2 separate regions of the Drosophila melanogaster genome follow, and region 1 is linked to region 2. The links are chromatin contacts, called in public Hi-C maps. All regions are on one chromosome and are shown on one strand. The core of a region is the stretch at or near the end of the contact, and the rest is flanking DNA. Distances in the headings are between cores, read along the strand shown.

Evidence for each region. A called contact is a pair of places that touch in the nucleus more often than the background predicts.
Region 1: a contact with region 2 is called in a Hi-C map of the Kc167 cell line, with 1.6 times the contacts expected there. The contact joins the promoter of east here to the promoter of trr in region 2. A contact is called at or near these places in 7 of 107 Hi-C or Micro-C datasets (the D17-c3 cell line, the Kc167 cell line, the S2 cell line and 4 more).

Annotation. Positions count from the first base shown.
Region 1 is chrX:2,010,578-2,014,958 of dm6, reverse strand. east (enhanced adult sensory threshold) reads right to left here and starts at 2,316. Exons shown (of 8, transcript NM_001258556.2): 1 at 2,302-2,316; 2 at 1-617. The coding sequence starts at 437.
Region 2 is chrX:1,888,611-1,892,931 of dm6, reverse strand. trr (trithorax-related) reads left to right here and starts at 2,982. Exons shown (of 6, transcript NM_166911.4): 1 at 2,982-4,321. The coding sequence starts at 3,157. mRpL16 (mitochondrial ribosomal protein L16) reads right to left here and starts at 2,676. Exons shown (of 3, transcript NM_001272219.1): 1 at 2,537-2,676; 2 at 2,389-2,454; 3 at 1,450-2,319. The coding sequence starts at 2,585. The coding sequence ends at 1,703. It overlaps arm (armadillo), which reads left to right. Exons shown (of 7, transcript NM_057317.4): 7 at 813-1,531. The coding sequence ends at 1,102.

The DNA.
Region 1 (4,381 bases), core at 1,067-3,566, 120 kb before region 2:
GTTGGTTCCTCGGTGTCTAGCTCTCCGTCGCCGACCTCACGTCTACTTGTCGTGGGCGAGATGATCAGAAGCAGTGGCGACGAGTGCCGGGTAACCCTCACGCTCTTGGCCGCCACTCCATCACTGGCGGTAGGCGTGACGGCTGGCGTAAGGGTTGGCGTAGGCGTGGACCTAGGAGTTTTGGAGACTGGATTCGATTCCAGCTCTTTTTCGCCTTCCAGCTCTGCTGTTACTGTTGGCTCCTTAGCGGGCTCCACTGACAAAGTTGAGGTGCGTGTTTTGCTTATGATAGACATCTCTTCGCCGACGCCCATTGCTGGCTCCTCGCTGCTGTCTGGAATCTCCACACTGGCATTGGCATTATCATCCAGGGGGGCAGCTGCTGCTGTGGATTCGTCAGCTCCTCCAGAGCCTCCTGGCACCTTCCGGCTAGACATTCTCGAGGGGCCCTGGGCAGCTGCTGCCGACGTTGCTGCTCCTATGATGGCCGCTCCCCCGACGCCTTCTGGCGCTGCTGCTCCACCACCTCCTGTTGTTCCCTGCGATCCGATGCTGATTGTGTCCAGTTCGAGTCGCAGTGATTTGGTCCCATTGGTTGACTGTGATGTGAAGAATATCTGCAAGGACGCGAAGAAGGGGAAAAAGAAAGTTACTAAGTCGTATTACTAATCCGCCATGTGGGAATAACGTTCTAATTGGCAAAGCAAAAACAGCTCAACCCAGAAGTAGGTTAAATTCTGCACTAGATTTAAAAAACAAAAAGAAACGCCATTCTGGGTTTCTTTTGCATCCTTTCAACTTTAATTATAATGCTCTTATAAAATCGTTCTGGAAGACCAAAATATTTTCGTTATCTTCTAAATTCAAACTTGTTAAGTGAATGGAAATCCCATCCCACCTGTAAAATCCCTGATAAGCATTGAAAACTTTGATAAGCCTTTGGATTGCTAAGTCATAATGTATATGCTCACTTAGATAAATCAAATTTTTAGTTGTAACTCAACATTGTTGTGTTTTCTCCAAACTAATCAACTATTAAGTCGATTCAATCCAACTAAAAGAATATTATCAAAGGACTTTAATCTCCAAACTTCAGTATAACAGCTAATCTGAGCCGAAGCGAAATCCTAAGCGGTAATGTGGTAAACTTAGTTTTATGGCCCTGGCTTTCACCTGGCCGAAAGTAAGCCGCTCTCTTAGCCCCTTTTAGCTCATTCAATCCCCAGGACAATCCGATCCGATCCGTTCACTCGATTCCGATTCGGAGTCCAGTAACGCGACTAGAACATTAAACATGCTTTTGCGGTTTCCAGAAACCCCCTCTTCTCCTTGCCAGCCACTGTCCAGCTCCATTGCCCCTCTTTTCTATCGCTGCTGAAAACAAGTTTTGGCAGCAGCTGGGAGCTGCGAGAATGCGAGGAAAGCAAAACGAGAAAAGAGCAGAGGAGACGAGTGGCGTGTAGAGGAGAGAAGAGCAGAGTCGGAAGAAGCAGCAACTGGGCAAGGCTGAGAAGAGAAGCTGAAGAGTCGATGAGATGTTGAATAATCCTCAAATTGGTTAGGTATCCTGCTTCTGCTGTTGCCGCTTGCTGGTCCTCCTTCTTCATCTTCTTTCTCCGCTTCTTCGTGGCCTGACGATCAGAGTAGCTTTTGGCTTATGATTTTAATTTCGATTCTGACATGCGCCATTTTAGCGCGAGTGCGAGATTTCAGATTGCAGTTCGCACCGGCGAAGAAACGCGGAAAACTCACACGGACACGACACGCACACTAACAACTAGCATAACTGTCACAGCGACGACAGCAACAAAGCAGGCGAAAAGGAAGTGAAAGAGAATGGCAATAACAAAATGAAGACTCCGCTGTCGTATCGATGTGTGTACATGTACACAGATATACCACCAAGTAGAACTCACACAGACGCACGGCACAGTGTGCAAAAACGCCGCGATTGTAAACACGGGCAGACAGTCAGTTGGACGGAACGGAAGAAGCGGAGTACCTGAAGCGAACGGAAACTGGCAGCAGTTTTCACTAGGCGGAAAAGTTACCAAAGAATTGGCAGAGCTGCCATCCTCTTCGTGCGCTAGGCAAGGGGGGAATTCGTGGAGAGTTTCCGCAGAGTTGCAGCAAAAACCGCAAGGGACGGCTAGGAGGGAACAGCGAGGCGACACGAGACGGGACGAAGAACCAGAACAGCACACAAAAATGGGTGGCAGTGACGTACATGCACACCCAAAGCGAGCGCACACAGACACGAGCAGCGCACAGGCACACGCACACTCACTCACACACACTCACAGGCAGTAGCGAGCACAGAAAATTTCTTTTTCACCAGGTTTTCGCAAAAATACGAACGCGAGCATTAATAAACGAACGCCTGCCGTTTTCTCATTTGGCAGTACGGCGAGTACATCTTTTCACCAGGCACTTTGCACACAAAACACAAACAAGCGAGTTGACGAGGAAAACCCTTTGCATGGCTTTTCATTTCGTTTTCTTTTCCTTTTTGTTCCTTTCATTCATCGCCTTGCCTTACTTTTCCGCAGGTACTCACCGAATAGCAACAAACAAAAAAAAATAATAATAAAATAAAATGCAGAACCCGAACAAGAGTTGTGAACGCAAACACGGTGCGAAGCGAAATAACGAGCCAAGATGAAGAGCAAAAGAGCGACGCTCGGCCCGACGGCGCAAAACCTCAATTCGCCACAACTCGCCACGACTCTTCGTCTCGCTCTTCGCCGCACGATATTATGCACTATCGGCCCCGATTTGCTTTCGGATTTGGCTTGGCGTGCATGCAACCCTGCTTGTGGGCGGCGGGGAGGGCTGCCTGTCCTGCCGTCGCCAGGATGTATTCCTCGTCGCCATCATGAGTTCAAAGAAGTTGCATTCGGATAGCTTTGTCCTGACTAATTAAACTTTTAATTTTTTACTTTTCCCTTGGGAATGCTTTTGAAATTAATAATTTTCATATCTTGCATTTATACAGATTTGATTTATGTCAGTCATATTAAAAAGCATAATCGCGCGTAAATTGAAACATTTGCTGGGTCAACTTCTATAAATAATGGGAACATTGAAATTCCAACTGACAATGCACTTAAAAAATAATAATAAAAATAAGTAAAATAGTCAATAAATACAATTGTTTTAAAAATTGTTTTGCACTCATTGCAACAAAAGGATTGACGTTACCACTTGGGATGTTTCGCAACTCTGTTTTTGTAGGGAAGTGAACAGGTCGACGTGCGTTTTCGTCCGGTGTACGTGTTGTTTTTGGCAAATGTTTGTTCGCTCTTTTCGCCGCGACGTCGGCTGTTGTTGTTGGTGCTGCTGATGCGTCTTTTTTTCTGCGTCGGTAAAAAGCAAAAAAAGGACTCGGCAAAATAACATGTCGTTGATTCGGGGGTGGTAATTGGGAAGAAGCGAGCGCCACCACCGAGCGCCAGACTTGCCCTACTCCTTTTCGGTTTTCCTGCGGATTTTCCCTGGTTTTCCTCAACTTGTGATGCTGTGGCGTAGGTTGTTGCACGTTTCACAAGCTTCCATTTCCCGAAAGGGAGGGCGGCAGGCGGCTAGATCTGAATCTGAATCCTGCAAGTGTCAGGCGACGTCCTTAGCCCAACTCCCACCCGCTCTCAAGGGTTCTCCCGTTTATCCACTTTCGCACCCGCCCAAGGACCATTGCGATTATGTAGATGCCGACATTTGTATGTTCTTATGTACATATGGATATATGTACGTGTAACTGGGTTAAAGGCAAAGGCCTTAATTGCTTGGGAAATGAGGGAAAATCAATAGCTTTATGCATGGTTCTTCCGCCCGCTTTCCATTCGGCCGCTTCTGGAGGGACTAGAAAAGCGATTTTCCCGAACTGGGTCAAGTGCGTGGCCAGGACTTCCATTTCCGTCGCCACTGACATCACCAACTAGTAACCAAGGCCATTGCGATCGATTATCCTAGTTGCTTGCCCGCCCTGGCGTCTTTCTTACCTTTCTCCTTTGATCCTGACTAAGATTGGGTGAATCTCGCGATTCTTAAACTAGTTTTCGCCACGGAAATACTTTCGCACGACGCCCACTTGAATAATTCCACCTAGAAAACGATTTTTCTTTGCGGGCGCACATCAACATGTACATCTACATTGGCAGCCGCACACACACGCTTTGTGTGTTTTGTGTTGTGTGTGGCTGCGCCAAAGGCAATTGGAAAACGTAATGGCCGACAAAACGAAAACGCCACGCAGCAAAGAAGAAGCAGCGATAGGCGAAGTGAGCAAAGAGCAATCGGCGATAGGTGGATAAAAAGAAAACTTCCGGCAGCCCCGAAGCTCAACAAAAAGAACGTAGCTGCGGACTACAGTAAAATGAGAAGC
Region 2 (4,321 bases), core at 1,733-4,232:
GTCAATAAGGGATAATAGGGATAAACTTCAGTCTTTTGCGGGATTACTTCCCCTGCTCTCTCACATTTGGAAAAGAATATCTATCTCTCCGGACTTTACACGTAGCTTGAAGATTTTTGCACTACACACACACACGAACACCGATCTACCACAAATAACCACAGAGTGCAACCTTAAAAAATAAGGATCGTGAATAGTAAAGAAACACATACGTTTCTTTGATAATTTCGCAAATTTATTGTTTTGTATAAATCTATTTTGTTTCCTTTCATTAGACGGCTTTTATCTTTAAGGTCTCCCTCCATGAAGGAGCAGTAATAAACTTTATTTCGGTTCATACTGCATGTCACGTAGCCTGCGATAATCGCATAGTTTTAGCCACCCACAATCCATATATTTTATGGTGTATATACTCGTATCTAGTTTGTAAGCCGTGTGTGCATGCAAGTTTCAGAGGACGAATTCCAATCGACAATAACGCGTCCATGTCGTGTCGTATTTTAGACGTATTTAGTTCTTTTTAAGCAGTATTCAACGACAGATTTTTGTTGTTTGATACTCTAGGTTAATGTTAAAGGGTCGTCGTGTACGAGTGGAGTCTGCATTTCGTTTGAATCGGCATAAATCCAATAAGTGTGTTGGAAAGATGCATTTTAGATGAGTTCCCGATTAAAGCGAGCAGCAGTGAATCCACTTTTGCAGGACTTCAAGGTGTCGCACCATCTGCCAGTTGACGGCTGGCGGAGATTGTAAATCCTCTCCACTAATCACAATATTCCCTATCATTCTTTGCCCATCTCGTTTGTTCACAGGATATGATACTCTACCAATAGATTCGATGCAGGGTCTGGAGATCAGCAGCCCAGTGGGCGGCGGCGGTGCTGGCGGTGCTCCCGGCAATGGTGGAGCTGTAGGCGGAGCTAGCGGCGGCGGTGGTAACATCGGCGCCATTCCGCCTAGCGGCGCACCAACTTCGCCCTATTCCATGGACATGGACGTTGGCGAGATTGATGCCGGTGCATTGAACTTTGACTTGGACGCCATGCCGACGCCACCCAATGACAACAACAACCTGGCTGCCTGGTACGATACCGATTGTTAGACAAGCCGAGCTAAGGGTAAGGGTCGAGTATCCATTCGACCCCATAACATAAAACACACGAATTCCCATCCCTGCACAATAGCCCTCTTCCACCGGCTTTGATTCCATCCCGGATCCCGGAATCGCGATCACCGAAACTTGACTAGATCAACGAAGGTGTGGATTTTACTTGACAAATACGAGGAGCTGCGGCAGGTCAAAGTTCTGCTTCCAGAACTGAAGTCCGTGGGAGAAGGCTATTTGCTCACACACCATACCCCGCGACAAAGCATACACACACGCATACATGCATAATATTATACATTTATTATAATGCGAACGAAACGGCAAGAAAAACATATTATATGATGCATTACATATTACCCACGTAAACGAAATGGAAAATTAAACAAATGTTTGCAATAGAACTCGTACATTTCCCTTCATATGGCGTTTTTCTTATTTGCTCCACAATTGGGTGCCGCAGAGTCACGGCTTGGAACAACGAGCCCTAAGTTCGAAGTTCGAACCTACTTTAAGATATTTCCAGTTTTCAAAAGTACTTGAAACAGTTTCGTAACAGATTAACGAAGGATGGCTTTATTAATTGAAGCTATACATCTACAGGTGCTTGCCGAACCACTTGTGGTCCACGGGCGAGAGCCAACGGTGGCAGCCGCTGAGGTTGTTCTGGATCACGTACTTCATGGTAAAGGGGTTCTCATTCTGGCGGGTCTGTTCCTCCTCGGCGACGCGCTGTTCGTCGAGCATCTCCTGGGAAACGACGGTGGCCTGGAAGGGCAGCTGGTTGGCCACCTGCTGCAGGAACTGCTTGACCTCAACGAACTCGCACTTGCCGGCTATCTCGACAATGACGCGACCGGCCTTGATGGGGGTCACGTAGTGGTCGATGGCTCCCTTTCCGCCGCCCATCCGTTGGCCCTGGCCCTTCTTAGTGATCGGCTGCCAGGGTGCGGGAACGCGCCATGTGGCGAACATAGTGTTGACGTTCATCTTGCGTCCGATGGTCAAACGCATCATTTCGTAGTGGCCCCAGCGCAGGCGCCCTCCGCCAGTGGCCACGATTGCGTACTGCTTATGGAGCAGCGTGTTGTGCACCATCTCCGGACCGCGCATGTATCGCAGGCGCTTCTGCATCTTTGGCGGACGGATGTTTGGCGGCAGCTGGGGCTGGCGCTCAATGACCCTCAGCTTGGGTCTCTCCGGCTGCTCCACATCTGGGGGTTCCCACATTCATTCATTTATTGCTCTAAATTCATTGTGCACATTTAAATGCAACTACTTACTCTGGTATTTAATAGGCGGAGCGAAATACTTAAGACCGGCTGTGTTGACAATTGCCATGTTGCCCGCTGCAAAGAAAAGTTTAAGTGGTTTGTTGCAAACTGTTATCGGATTGGATGTGGCTAGGCAGGAAGCGCCACTGCAACTTACACGCAAGGCTTTGCTTAAAGAGCTGGGAGACTAACTTTAATGAGAGCATGGTGAGTTTATGTCAAAATATATTACTTATTTATAAAATTGTATTGTGCAAAGATGTGTTGCATCAACGGCCACCGTTGCCAGATCGAGCTAATAAATGTGGTGCTAAAAACATATATCGATAGACCACCGATTGGTCGAGTGAGCTGACGGCCCTGTCCAGACTATGGTTTATTCTTGCAGTTGAAAATGTGCCATATTGCACGTGGAACACAATAATTATGTTATGTATTAAAAACTTCTGAAGTTAACGAAAAATGATTGCTGTACAAACGTTATTCGATTGCAACCGCCATGGCGATATGTTGAAATGGGATGGGAAAAGTGGTGGGTTTCTGAGTGGAAAACCAGGGATGGGTAAGAACGTTTCAGGGTAATGGTCGTTTTACCATCTGGTAACACTGCTCTGCATACACGAAAATAAAATTTTTTTGACTAATCGTGCATGTTTTCGCTCGGTAAAAAAAAAAGCAGGCCGCGCGAGCCCTAGCTAGCTAGACCGCCGCCCTTCCCGTCCCACGAAACGCAGCGCATCGCATCCGGCGTTCCGCGTTTCCACTTGTGTGTTTGTTATGAATATACCGAAGGTGACAACATCGCTTGGTGCCGCCGAAAAGGCGAAACCCGAAAGAGTAGCATCCGTGGCCGCCGCTGCCTTCAATGCGGTCAGCCTGCAGAAGCGCAGCGGCGACGACACCGCCACTCCGGCGGAGGATCCCACGCGCAAGAAGGCCAAGACGGAGCTGCTTCTCGGAACTGGAACGGCAGCGCCCAGTTTGCCCGCCAAAGCGTCGAGCACCGCGCCGCAGCAGCTCCTCTACCAGCGGAGTGGACAGCAGGCTAAGGCGCAGGTAAAAGCTGCGTCGGAGCCGCAGGATGTCGAGACGGCGGACGGCGTCTGGGACGCCCGCGATCAGCAGATCATAGTGTGCAACTTCGGCTCCGGCACTGAGATGGGTGCCATCAAGGCGGAGGACGCTGACAAGCAGAGTGAGTACAGAATCAGCACTCCAAGGAACAGTCAATCTAACCCTTTGCTACACCGAAACACAGCCTTTACCAGCTTTACCAAAAAGGAGGGTGCCTCATCGTCGGCCTCGTCATCATCGTCAACCGCGTCCGTCATTTCCATCGAGCCCAGTGGCTCGGGGCAGGATCATGCTGAAAACTCCGGCAAATCTGAGGACCTCGACTACGTACTGATGCCAGCCAGCGGCGCGGATAGCTCTACATCTGTGGGTAACTCCACCGGAACGGGAACACCAGCAGGAACGCCTATTGGAGCTACTACCTCCACCATTATTTTAAACGCTAACAACGGAACGGCAGGAGTCAGTGGAGCCGGCACCACTACAATCCTCACACAGAAATCCGGTCACACGAACTACAACATCTTCAATACCACGGCCACTGGTAGCCAAACGCCCACTACAACATTGTTAAACCGGGTGAATCTTCACCCCAAGATGAAAACCCAGCTGATGGTTAACGCCAAGAAGCTGTCGGAAGTAACGCAGACCACGGCGAAAGTGTCGATTGGCAACAAGACTATATCGGTGCCGCTGCTCAAGCCGCTGATGAGCGCTAGTGGAGCGGCCACAGCCGGAGGAGCCACGATTGTAGAGAGCAAGCAACTGCTGCAGCCGGGCGGTCAGGTGACTACCGTAATGAGTGCTGCGCAGCAAAGCGGTGGTCAGCAGGTCCACCCGCACGTCCATTCTCATGCACATCACAACT